3 separate regions of the Mus musculus genome follow, and regions 1 and 2 are each linked to region 3. Evidence: chromatin contacts called from public HiChIP or PLAC-seq data. All regions are on one chromosome and are shown on one strand. The core of a region is the stretch at or near the end of the contact, and the rest is flanking DNA. Distances in the headings are between cores, read along the strand shown. Region 1 overlaps Gm33377 (a long non-coding RNA gene). Region 2 overlaps Ube2n (ubiquitin-conjugating enzyme E2N). Region 3 has its middle 49 kb from the start of Gm33336.

Region 1 (3,217 bases), core at 322-2,821, 200 kb before region 3:
TGGGGAATGGTTGGAACGATATAGGACCCAGATGGTTCCACCCGAAGGAATCCTGAGCTCTCAGAACTCAGGAATGGAAGAGAGAGGAACTGAGAGAGACAGGGAACAGACTATCTTTGTGGCAGTCAAGGTATTTGCACCTGGAGGTCATAATCAGCCACTGTCCTCTGTTTTGTGGCAGGACCAAGAGGGAGAAGCAGTTGAGGGCAGGGGATGCTGCATGCAGGGGTGGGTGGGTGGGGGCGTGGGGTCTTGACCCTCACAACTGAGCAACTGGTTGAATTTGAGGATCAAGAAAGAAGAGCTGCCGAGGGCCATGGTGTCCAGCTCAAATCCCAGCATGGAGGAGGTGCGGAAGGAATCAGAAATTCAGGGTCATCCTCAACTATATAGGGAGGTCGAGGCTAGCCTGGACCTCATGATACTATTGCAAAAGACAGACAGAAAGAAAGGAAGGAAAAGGGAGGAGGAAAAAGGAAGGTATGAGAAAAAAATGTTACATTTTTGGTAATAACACGAAGCAAGGACTGTAAAAAAAAGGATACTACGCTGTGCATTCAATACTACTGCATTTCTTACTTTTCCTAGTATTTTCCTAGTACTTTGTTTGTTTTTTCGAGACAGGGTTTCTCTGTGTAGCCCTGGCTGTCCTGGAACTCATTCTGTAGACCAGGCTGGCCTCGAACTCAGAAATCCACCTGCCTCTGCCTCCCAAGTGCTCAGATTAAAGGCATGCGCCACCATGCCCAGCTTCCAGTATTTCTGTTATGTACAGCACTCAACATTTTATAACCATGGAAACAGAGGCTTTTATATAGTCTGTTTAGTAAAGGTTAGACGTGAGATCAAGTATATATATATATATATAGGATACACATATACGATATACATATACATCTAGATTTACATATACATATGACCGTCTTGATAGAGCCCAGGCTGGTCTCAAGCCCGTGATTTTTCAGACCTCTGTCTCCCCAGCCCAGGACTGCAGGTATGTGCTCTTTCTTGCCTTGCCTTTCTGGTGAAACGCTGGCAGATGTGTTTCCAAGCAGCAGTACTGAGTTTTGAGTATCAGTAGGACATTTGACTAAAGGTGCCTAGCAGGTCACAGGAAATGAAATCGAGGTTCAGGAAATGATGCAGGTTAGAGGGACAAGTCCAGAGTCATTAGTTAAAAACTGCGAGCTAAACTGTGAGACTACCCTTACTTTGTCTGGATTTGTCTAGTTCAGTTCTGTTGGGTGGATCTCTTTAGGCATGCCAAGTATCAGGAACTTAAAAAAAAAAAAAAAAAAAAAAAAGTAACTGGGTGCAGACGCACACTCCAGTAATCACAGCAGTCAGAGGGGTGGGGCAGGAGGATTACTTTCAGTTCAGTCCAGGGGAATTTGACCCTCTACACTGAGGAATCTTTATCCTTGCTTTGTATCCTCCTCGCCACTGTTAGCTGCTGATTTACCTCAGCCTTGAGTAAGTTGCGCTATCTTCTGATCTCAGTTAGTGGGTGTGTTATCCCCACTGCTCCACACCGCTGCACCACGCACTGTATCGGTTTCTTTCTGTTCCTGAGCTTAGAGGAGGGAAGGTTTTGCTTAAGTGGGTACAAGCCGCCTTGGTGGGGCTGGCACCGGAGTAGGAACCGCAGGAACCAGAAATCAGAAAGCCGCCTTGGTGGGGCTGGCACCGGAGTAGGAACCGCAGGAACCAGAAATCAGAAAGCCAGAGAGATCACATTTCAGGAAACAGAAAGAACAGGAAGTGGCGTCAGGTTAGAAAACCTCAAAGCTTGCCCCCAGTGATCTACTTCCTCTAGCAACACTCTACCTCCTTAAGGTTCCTCCCAAGCAATAACTACAGGGAATCAAATGTCCAAGTACATCGACTGTCTTAGTTACTTTTCTGTTGCTATGACAAAACACCAAGGCCAAGGCTAGCTAATTTATTTATTTATCTTGGCAATTTATTTTTTAAAAAAATTAAAAAAAGAGTTTAATTAGAGGGTTAGAGTTATGATGGACAAGCAAAGGCACGGCAGCAAGTGGCTGGAGCGGCAGCTGAAGCTCACGTCTCTCAATCCACAAGTAGGAGGCAGAGAATGCATTGGGAATGTCAGTAGGTGTTTGAAACCCCAAGCCCAACCACAGTGACACACTTCTTTCAATAAGGCTACATCTACCCATCCTTCCTAAACAGTTCCACCAACTGGGGACTAAACATTCAAATATATGAGTCTCTGTGGGCCATTCTCATTCAAACCACTACGTTTCTGACACATGAAAACTAGGCGCATATTCAAACCACTGCTGTTGTGATTTGTGTTTTTAGAGTTCAGAGAATAAGAGATCAGACCGAAGCTATTGATTATTGTTCTTTTCTTTCAGGGATACGGTCTGACTATGTAGTACTGGCTAGTCTGGAACCAACTCTCACTGGGTAACCCAGGCTAGCCTTGAACCCACACCCATCCTCCTGTCTCGGTTTCTGGAGCTATAGGCGTGTTGCCTGCATGTCTGCTTCATGTATACACGGAGGACACCTATGGAATGAGTTGTTTTCAGAGAGATGACTTTGAATTCCAGTTTATTCAGCATCCTTAACAACAAACAAGTGCATTGTAATAGACTTAATGATTCAGAGGAAAAGGATTTTGTGTGTCTATGAGAAGTTACAGGGGAAAGCAAACAACTGTCAGATAAAGGTCATATTCCTCTCCAAACTGTATTTTTCTTCTTCTTCATTCTGTTCATTTGTTTTTGAGACAGGGTCCCGTGCAGCTCAGGCTGGCCCCATGTGTATTCTGGAGAAGATTTGGCAGATGCTGGGATTGCAGACATGAGCTAGCACACGGTACTTCACAGTGTCTCCGGTCATTAAGCTTTGTTCTCTTTGGTAATGCATATATGCTGGAGGGATAGGAGGCACGGCAGATTTTATTTCTAAAATTCTGTGTCTTGCTTTTGGACAGAGGGAGGTGAGACAGCATCTTTCTGTCTGGCATCTTTCTTTAGCATCTTCAGTGCAACAATCCTTCATATTTTAGGAAGGAACATTCTGGTCGTCCACAGAGCCCTTCAGAGCAGAGTCAGTTCTAGGCTGGATCCTTTTGCTCAGCATTTTCCCGCCCTCCTGAGGCTCTACTGGTCTATGGCAAACATCTGTTTCCCTGAACTGAGGTAGGACATTCTGTTTGTAGAATGCATATAGTGTTTGTTTG
Region 2 (3,277 bases), core at 146-2,645, 140 kb after region 3:
AAAAATAACAGGACATTCCTTACTATAATTTCCACTCAAACATGTAAAAGAACTAGAAGTTTCAGAGCAGTGATTAAATGCAGTAGTTTGGGCTGGGTAAGTAGTAATAACACATGCCTTTAAGCTCTGGGAGACAAGGAGAGCAGCACTGCTATGCTAATCAATCACAGGTTCAAAGCCAGCCTGGTCTCTATTGGTCTCAATTTCCAAGTCTGAAGCCAGGCATAGTTAGCAGGGGCAGGAAGATCTCAGTTCAAGGTCAGCCTGGGCTATAGAGAAATTCCAGGGCAGCCAGGACTACAGAGAAAAACCAGGATTTTCTGTCACACTGGATAGAATAACCAGCTGCCTCACTATCTGTTTATGCATAGCATCTAAGTCTTCCATGTATAGCTTTTTTGTTCTATAGTTTGTAAAAATTTTATTGAAGTCGGGTGTGGTGGTGCACGCCCAGCACTTGGGAGGCAGAGGCAAGGGGATTTCTGAGTTCCAGGCCAGCCAGAGATACACAGAAACAAAGATCTTCCAAAATCAAGCTTTATCATGAGGTGAATTGCCGTTTCCTAACACCCATACATCGGCTTACAAACTAGTCTGAGGTTAGTGCCACAAACATGGTGCTCATATAGACAAAACACCCTGTGCCTTCCCTAAAAGCCCCAGCTGTCCTGGTACTAAAGTATTCTGTGCTGGCCTTGAGCTGATTACTTAGCCTTTAATACTGGGATTTAAAGTCATTTTGCCCCCTAACCCAGCTTCTCCCTGGTTTTTAATACCTTCCTGGACGATTCCAGCTAAGATAGATGACTATCATCTTGGAGGTACTTGCCTAACTCACACAAGAAAAGGTTCAATCCCTAGTAACAGAAGTGTGTAGAGGGAAAGGCTAACCCTGAGAGCAAAGATGCCCAGCCTTAGTGATAATGAAATGAGTGTGGAGGTGAGTGAGCAGTGCAGGAAACAGACCAGTCAAATCATCACATCCAATCGGTATACGTTTTTATTGTTTATACTTCTTTGAAATTACATTCAACATGTTTTCCTTTTACTTAAAATATAAACCCTGATATAGCTCCTTAAAAGGCGGCATGCTTCATAGCTAAATGAAATGTTGCTCCCAGCCCCAGAATACATTCCAATGAAATATTACATATTTCTTACGGAATAGTGGGTTAGGTACCCAATTTCTCATCTCACTTCGTAATTTGTATGTGGATAGCTCTCCTATGTAGTCCTAAAACTTCCGATTCTGCAGTAATAAAAACTGATGTTATTACATTAGTCAAGAGAACAATACCTAAACCACCAGGGAAACAAAGCCAACCAACTGTCCACATGACACCACTGAGGTCTACTTGGCTGACTGGGAGCACTCTTACAGAACACCAGATGGTCTTCCCCACCCTCCGGAGAAATGCTGAGCACAGCACCCCTGTGGTTTGAATATATCGATTTACACTGAACTTTATCTTACAAGTACATTCCTGGTCTAGTGTGAGTATTCAGTATTATATACAGAATGCCTATGATCTGAGTGAACCAAGGCTAACTAATCTCACAGTAGAAGTGAATCACAGCAAAATAGACAACAAAAGAGAACAAAAACTTCAAACCACAAAGCCCACATTTATACTCTAGGGCTTCAGAACTGACTTCAAGATGCCAATTTGGAAGAAGTTGGTTTTCTTCTCTCTCTGAGCTCTGCATGTGCAGATTTCTGGAGGTTGGAGGCGTTTGTCTGATTTGAGTCCAGAAGATTAGCCTTTCCAAGAGGAGCTGCAACTATTGTGTTGTTCCCACGCCTATGCTGTCCCTTCAAAGGAAAGGCCCAAACTATTCATTCACATCTACATCCTCAAACCAGCAAGCAGCAGGCAAATGTTAATATGCTTTTGTTAAGTGAATGTCTTTCTTTTGCTGGGGCTACAAAGTCAAAACTTTGTAAGAAAACAGAACCACACATACAGAAACAGGTAGGCTGGGAATGATTCCGACCTACTTTAAACAGAAAAAGAGAATGGCATGTCATCCAGTGGTAACTGCTACTCAGCTCCTGCCAGGAGATGTCCACACAATGATCATCAGTCTAATTAGTGCTACGTCTTATTCACTATCCCGAGTTTCTGCAATACTATCATTTAACAGCTCTGAACCAACCATTTTCCTGGCCAACGAAAACAGGTCCATAAGCCAGGTGTAGTTACCAGAGTTCAACCTCCACCTCAACCTGTTGTTTCTTTTCAGCCCAGGCATAAGTAACAATTCTTGCTTCTTCCAACTGGCTAAGAGAGCAAATTTCAAACAATGGGACTCATCAAAACCTTCAAAGAAAATGTGATGCCAGGAAATTAGGAGTCCTAATGTAAACTGGGAAAACTGAAACCTCTGCCCACCAGGCCACTGTGGGTAATGTGTAAGGCATCAGCTATGACTAGGAGCAGCTCTGGCTTTCAGGATGGAATGCTGAGTGGTGAATGGTTAACTTCAAGTCCTGTCAAGTCTGCTTTTTTAAAGTGAGAACTGTCTTAGCCATGGACAAAGATGTACTCAGGCCAAGAATTGTAACAACTGCTGTTAGAGAGTTTAAAATTTCACAGTATCAGGTAGGGCCATTAGCAATTTTATTCTAAACTTTACATTTGTTAACAAAATGCATTTATTTGGAAGGATCCAGTTATCAGTTGTCAAAAGCTCTTATATGTTGAAAATATAATTTTAATAGATAATTCTATTAAATTCTATTCTAACACAATAAAATAGTCTGCATTCAAAAGAGAAAAAAAACTTAAGTTATGAAGAAATCCATAACCTTGCATGAAGATTATGGAGATGAAGATTTCTGACCATAAGGTTAGCATTTACATGTATACGACTTTAAAATAGCAAGAATCAGAAATTCCATGTAGAAAATGTGGAAAGGGATTGTTTTACACAGGAAAAAAAACAACTACTAAGAGCAAATTAAAGGATAAAAGGAATAGCTGGGCACAGTGGCCTTTGATCCTAGAAGAGGCAGCCAGATCTCTGGGTTGAAGGCCAGCCTGGTCTGTAATAGTGAGTTCCAGGACAGCCAGGGCTACATAGCAAATGCACAGGAACTGAAGAGCCAATGACACCACTTGCCGGGTTCATTAGGTCTGCAGGAGGACTCAAAACTGCCTCAGCAAAATCAAATAACTAGAGTTTTCCTAATAGCACAAACCAATGGTCATATAGTGTTCAGACAAGAACCAAGAGAAGTCATAACCTACACCTGAAGCTCAAATGCCATATGTGA
Region 3 (3,672 bases), core at 253-2,752:
CAGGGCATCAGGCTTAGCAGCAAGCCCCTTTACCCACTGAGCCCTCTCACCTGCCCTCGTCCATCTTCACATCGACACTGACCCCTCATTCCTGAGAGGAAAACTGACAAAATAACTGCTTATTACAACTTCCCTTTGTGTTCCCCGTGTCCCACGTCTTCACCCTATGTCATCTGTTCCTCTTTCTCCCGGCCTGATCTCACCCAGGCAAAAGGAAAATGTGTCCTTTGAAGATTTCCAATCATCAAACACTGTGTGACTTTGTCCATGAGACACCTGGAAACACTACACTGCCTTGGGCATGTAAGTTAAACACTGAGCTGTGCCGTGCTTCTCCAGCTGAAAAGTTAAAGCCACTTGGGACACAAGGCCAAGCACCTTTGCACCTGAGTCTTTGAGGGGACGCTGCCTGGGCTCATGGTGTTCTTTCCGTAACAACTTTAGTAAGTGTAGCTTCCTGTGGACATGGGTACTGCAGCTGGCAAGCCCCTGCTCTGGTCTTCAGCAGGCTTCTCTAAAGACACGAGGTCTCAGGGGAAGATATATATATACATATATGTATGTATGTATATATGTATGTGTATATGTGTATATGTATATATGTATATATACACATGTGTGTATGTGTATATAAAATAACAATTTATATATAAATACTATACATTATTTATAAATTATGTATAGTATTTATATATAAATAATTTATTTTATATGTAAAATATGTTGTCTATTATTTTAATATATAATATACATTTTATATATAAAAATTATACACACACACACACATATATGCTTACCCTTGTCTCTCCCTGATCCCAGACCTACCCCAGCCATTAGCCACAATACCTCAAGATCTGTGCTTCCATCCAGGAAGCATGGGAAGCAATGGGGTCAGGGACAGCATTTATAGGGAGTCTGTGTGATCACTTCAGTTATCAGAAGGAAGTGGTTTGCGTCAACATGTCTTAGTAGCTAGTGTTGGTTTAGACTTTGGAAATCTAACCCCAAGTGGTTTATTTTAGGCATATTTCAGTGTAGCACAGTTTGGTGAGATCTTCCTGGTGATAATTAATTCAATCCCACAAGCTCAGTAAAGCTTAAGATGTGAATGCATCAAGATTCGTTGTAAAGTACATATAACGCCTGTTAAAGCGTGGGCTTTTCTATGCCTGACCTTGCTCTGAATAAATGACACAGAGACCTTTATATTATTTAACAAGCTTCAGGTACTATAGTTGGGCAGAGTTTAAGCTATTCTACCCTGATAATGCTGGTCTTGCCTACTTTCCAGCCATATGGCGCCTTACCTGCCAGTTTTTGGTCTCTCCCTGGCCTTCATTTGTGTCCCAATAGCGACTCACCAGGTCCCACCTGAGATCTTCTCCCCTCCCCACCCCCTCACGGAAGTCCCGCCTCTCCTGCCCAGTTATAAGCTGTTACGCTCTATATTAACCAATCAGAAGGTGATGGAAAGCAATATCTTACAAAATAGCGAATCAGGAAATGCTCCATAATAATGACAGTTCCAAAGTCCAGACAGCCACCAGGTCTCTAGATACTGACATCAGCATTTAATACACCGTGCACAAAAACATCCCACAGACAACTTTCCACAAAGTTCCGCAGAGTGACAACCTCACAGTAAGGGCCGGATCCAGTGTGGTCGCAGCCACACAGACAGCACACAGGTCACCAAGCTCTTAGCCATTTCCAGTCCCAGCCTTCTGGGCAGATTGCAGGCTATCCACTTTTCCCTTTGAAGGGTCAACTCGTATGATGAACATCCAGGTCCCCTAACGCTTGTCGGTGAGCGCAAAGACCTCCGTGCCTCCGACAGGCACCCACCCCGGGAGAGACGGAGGCTGCTCTAACGTGTAACTCTTCACCTTGGCAAAGTCGAGCCTTGCCATTCTCCCAGAATCTAAATATAGGCAGATTGTTAAATGAACCCGAAGCTCTCCACAGCTTCCTTTTGGGTTTTAATTCAGCCATTGGCCAACAACGATCACCTCAAAGGCTAGCCCGCCCCTCTCCCTCTCCAGAGGTCAGAGGAGAGGGTAAGGCTGAAAGTCCAAGTTGTTGCTTCACTTGGCTGTTTCCCTTGGCAACCAGCCTCTGTCTGAAGACTACCCAAGAGGCCCTAAACATCAGAAATCCCGTTAGCATCCAAAAGTCACATCATTTCTGAGAACTGACACGCGGTTTGGTGTAGCTGTATGCCAGGAAGTGGGATACAGACCAAAATATCCATATTTTTTTTTCTACTATGTCAAATCTGCTCACATTCTAAAAAGCCGTAACGATGTCATTTCCAAAGGAGGGGCCGTCCTTCTACACACAACTCCCCTCACGGCGATTGCAAGTTCTTACTATCTATTTTTAAATATCTGTGCACAGAAAAGGAAACAAAATACGAGAAGCACTTCACAGATCCAGACGCGCTTGTCTGGGTTTGGGTCGCTTAGCTGTTTTGGAAAGCTGTTCCCACAGCCCTGAGCAGTAACAGCCAATTGTATAGTTGCCCACAGCAACCCCAAAAGGTTAGGACCATAGCCTCGCTGAGAAGGAGCCGGGACTTATGCCCAAAGTAGAAACATTAAATAGGAGGAGGGTCCTGAAGGAATATTTTGGTCATTGCCAAAGAAATAAAAAGGATGACCTCTCCCCACATACACACTGAAAATTAGATTAAACCAGATGAGAACAGTAGATGTGTTCCCCAGGGCCAAGAAGAGAGAATGTCCTTGGTGGTTAGGGCATGAAGGCTAAGGAATCTGCAAGGGAGATGGGTTGTCTATTGGCCTTCCTTTGGGGTGTGTGGGACAATTTTAGAGTATTGAAAGCTACTTCGTGTATCTGGCCTCCTTTAGCGAGCAATCAAATGTCACCAATCCTTGCTACAATCTTTCTTCCTGTGGTTTCCACTCACCCTGGCCCCAAAATTGTACATAAAAAAAGAAAAAAAAAACCTGCTGAAATAAATGATTCGTACGTTTTCAATAATTTCTATATAGCACGTTGGCATGTGTTCTATTTTACAATGAAATGGTTTAAATAGTAATAATTCGCCAGAGCATATTCCCCAGGGTGAGTTGCACAGTCTGTCAGGGCAGGGGAGGCTAGAGGAGTTGGTCGCAGTATGAGCAGTGTGACTTCTCACATCACGGGGGACCTGAAAGTGGGGTACTAGACCAGAGGCAGGGGTGGATTTAACCCTCAAAGGCCTTCCCTACTTCAGCCAGCCAGGCCATCCACTGAAGACTCGTGGCCTCCAGAATGCTGTCAGCAATCTCATTCCATAGCCATCTGCTCCCCCTTCCTGAGAGGACTGCTACACTCAGGTCAAGAAGGCCTCTGCGGGCAGGCAGACCTGCTGGGCTCTCTCTTCCCAGGACATCACATTCTATGCTTATCCCATTTCTATGCCCTGCCCACCTTCGTGGCATCTGGGTGTGAAATAGGCATCTTTACCTCAGCCCGGGAGTGAAGTCTCCTTGGATAGATCAAACTCTGAATAAACAAATTTGCTACACTTTCCTCTCATTGGTCTATCTACTGTGACATTTGTCTTATTTAGGGTTACTATTGCTGTGACGAAACACCACGACCAAAATCAACTCAGGGGGAGGGGAAGGGGGGAGTGGGGAGTGTTCATTTGGCTTATATTTCCCC

The links. HiChIP or PLAC-seq counts read pairs in DNA pulled down with a chosen protein or histone mark.
Region 1: an H3K27ac HiChIP or PLAC-seq map of embryonic stem cells shows a contact between it and region 3, with 2.7 times the contacts expected there. The contact joins two enhancer-like sites. A contact is called at or near these places in 1 of 39 promoter capture datasets (the 3T3-L1 cell line), 1 of 15 datasets of contacts at CTCF or cohesin (the NIH/3T3 cell line), 10 of 484 Hi-C or Micro-C datasets (the AML12 cell line, Sertoli cells, bone marrow-derived macrophages and 4 more), 11 of 115 datasets of contacts at active chromatin or transcription factors (bone marrow-derived macrophages, embryonic fibroblasts, embryonic stem cells and 3 more) and 3 of 9 other capture datasets (adipose tissue, embryonic stem cells and liver).
Region 2: an H3K27ac HiChIP or PLAC-seq map of embryonic stem cells shows a contact between it and region 3, with 5 read pairs. The contact joins two enhancer-like sites. A contact is called at or near these places in 17 of 39 promoter capture datasets (the HPC-7 cell line, the SN4741 cell line, cranial neural crest and 11 more), 47 of 484 Hi-C or Micro-C datasets (the 63-12 cell line, the AML12 cell line, the BV-2 cell line and 23 more), 14 of 115 datasets of contacts at active chromatin or transcription factors (embryonic stem cells, fetal liver, hepatocytes and 4 more) and 4 of 9 other capture datasets (adipose tissue, embryonic stem cells, liver and 1 more).

Annotation. Positions count from the first base shown.
Region 1 is chr10:95,878,680-95,881,896 of GRCm38.p6, reverse strand. The region is part of intron 3 of Gm33377 (a long non-coding RNA gene); the gene reads right to left. Among named protein-coding and RNA genes, the nearest start is that of Gm24433, 18 kb to the left of the region's middle. Within about 2 kb of position 1,571, at least 88 of the 459 cell types and tissues checked have an H3K27ac peak or open chromatin away from gene starts, as enhancers often do. A contact at or near this core is called in embryonic stem cells, where this site is marked.
Region 2 is chr10:95,543,364-95,546,640 of GRCm38.p6, reverse strand. It overlaps Ube2n (ubiquitin-conjugating enzyme E2N), which reads right to left. Exons shown (of 4, transcript NM_080560.3): 4 at 983-3,277. Among named protein-coding and RNA genes, the nearest start is that of Mir3058, 14 kb to the left of the region's middle. Within about 2 kb of position 1,395, at least 36 of the 459 cell types and tissues checked have an H3K27ac peak or open chromatin away from gene starts, as enhancers often do. A contact at or near this core is called in embryonic stem cells and granulosa cells, where this site is marked.
Region 3 is chr10:95,679,006-95,682,677 of GRCm38.p6, reverse strand. No RefSeq gene overlaps it. Among named protein-coding and RNA genes, the nearest start is that of Gm33336, 49 kb to the right of the region's middle. Within about 2 kb of position 1,502, at least 89 of the 459 cell types and tissues checked have an H3K27ac peak or open chromatin away from gene starts, as enhancers often do. A contact at or near this core is called in embryonic stem cells and granulosa cells, where this site is marked.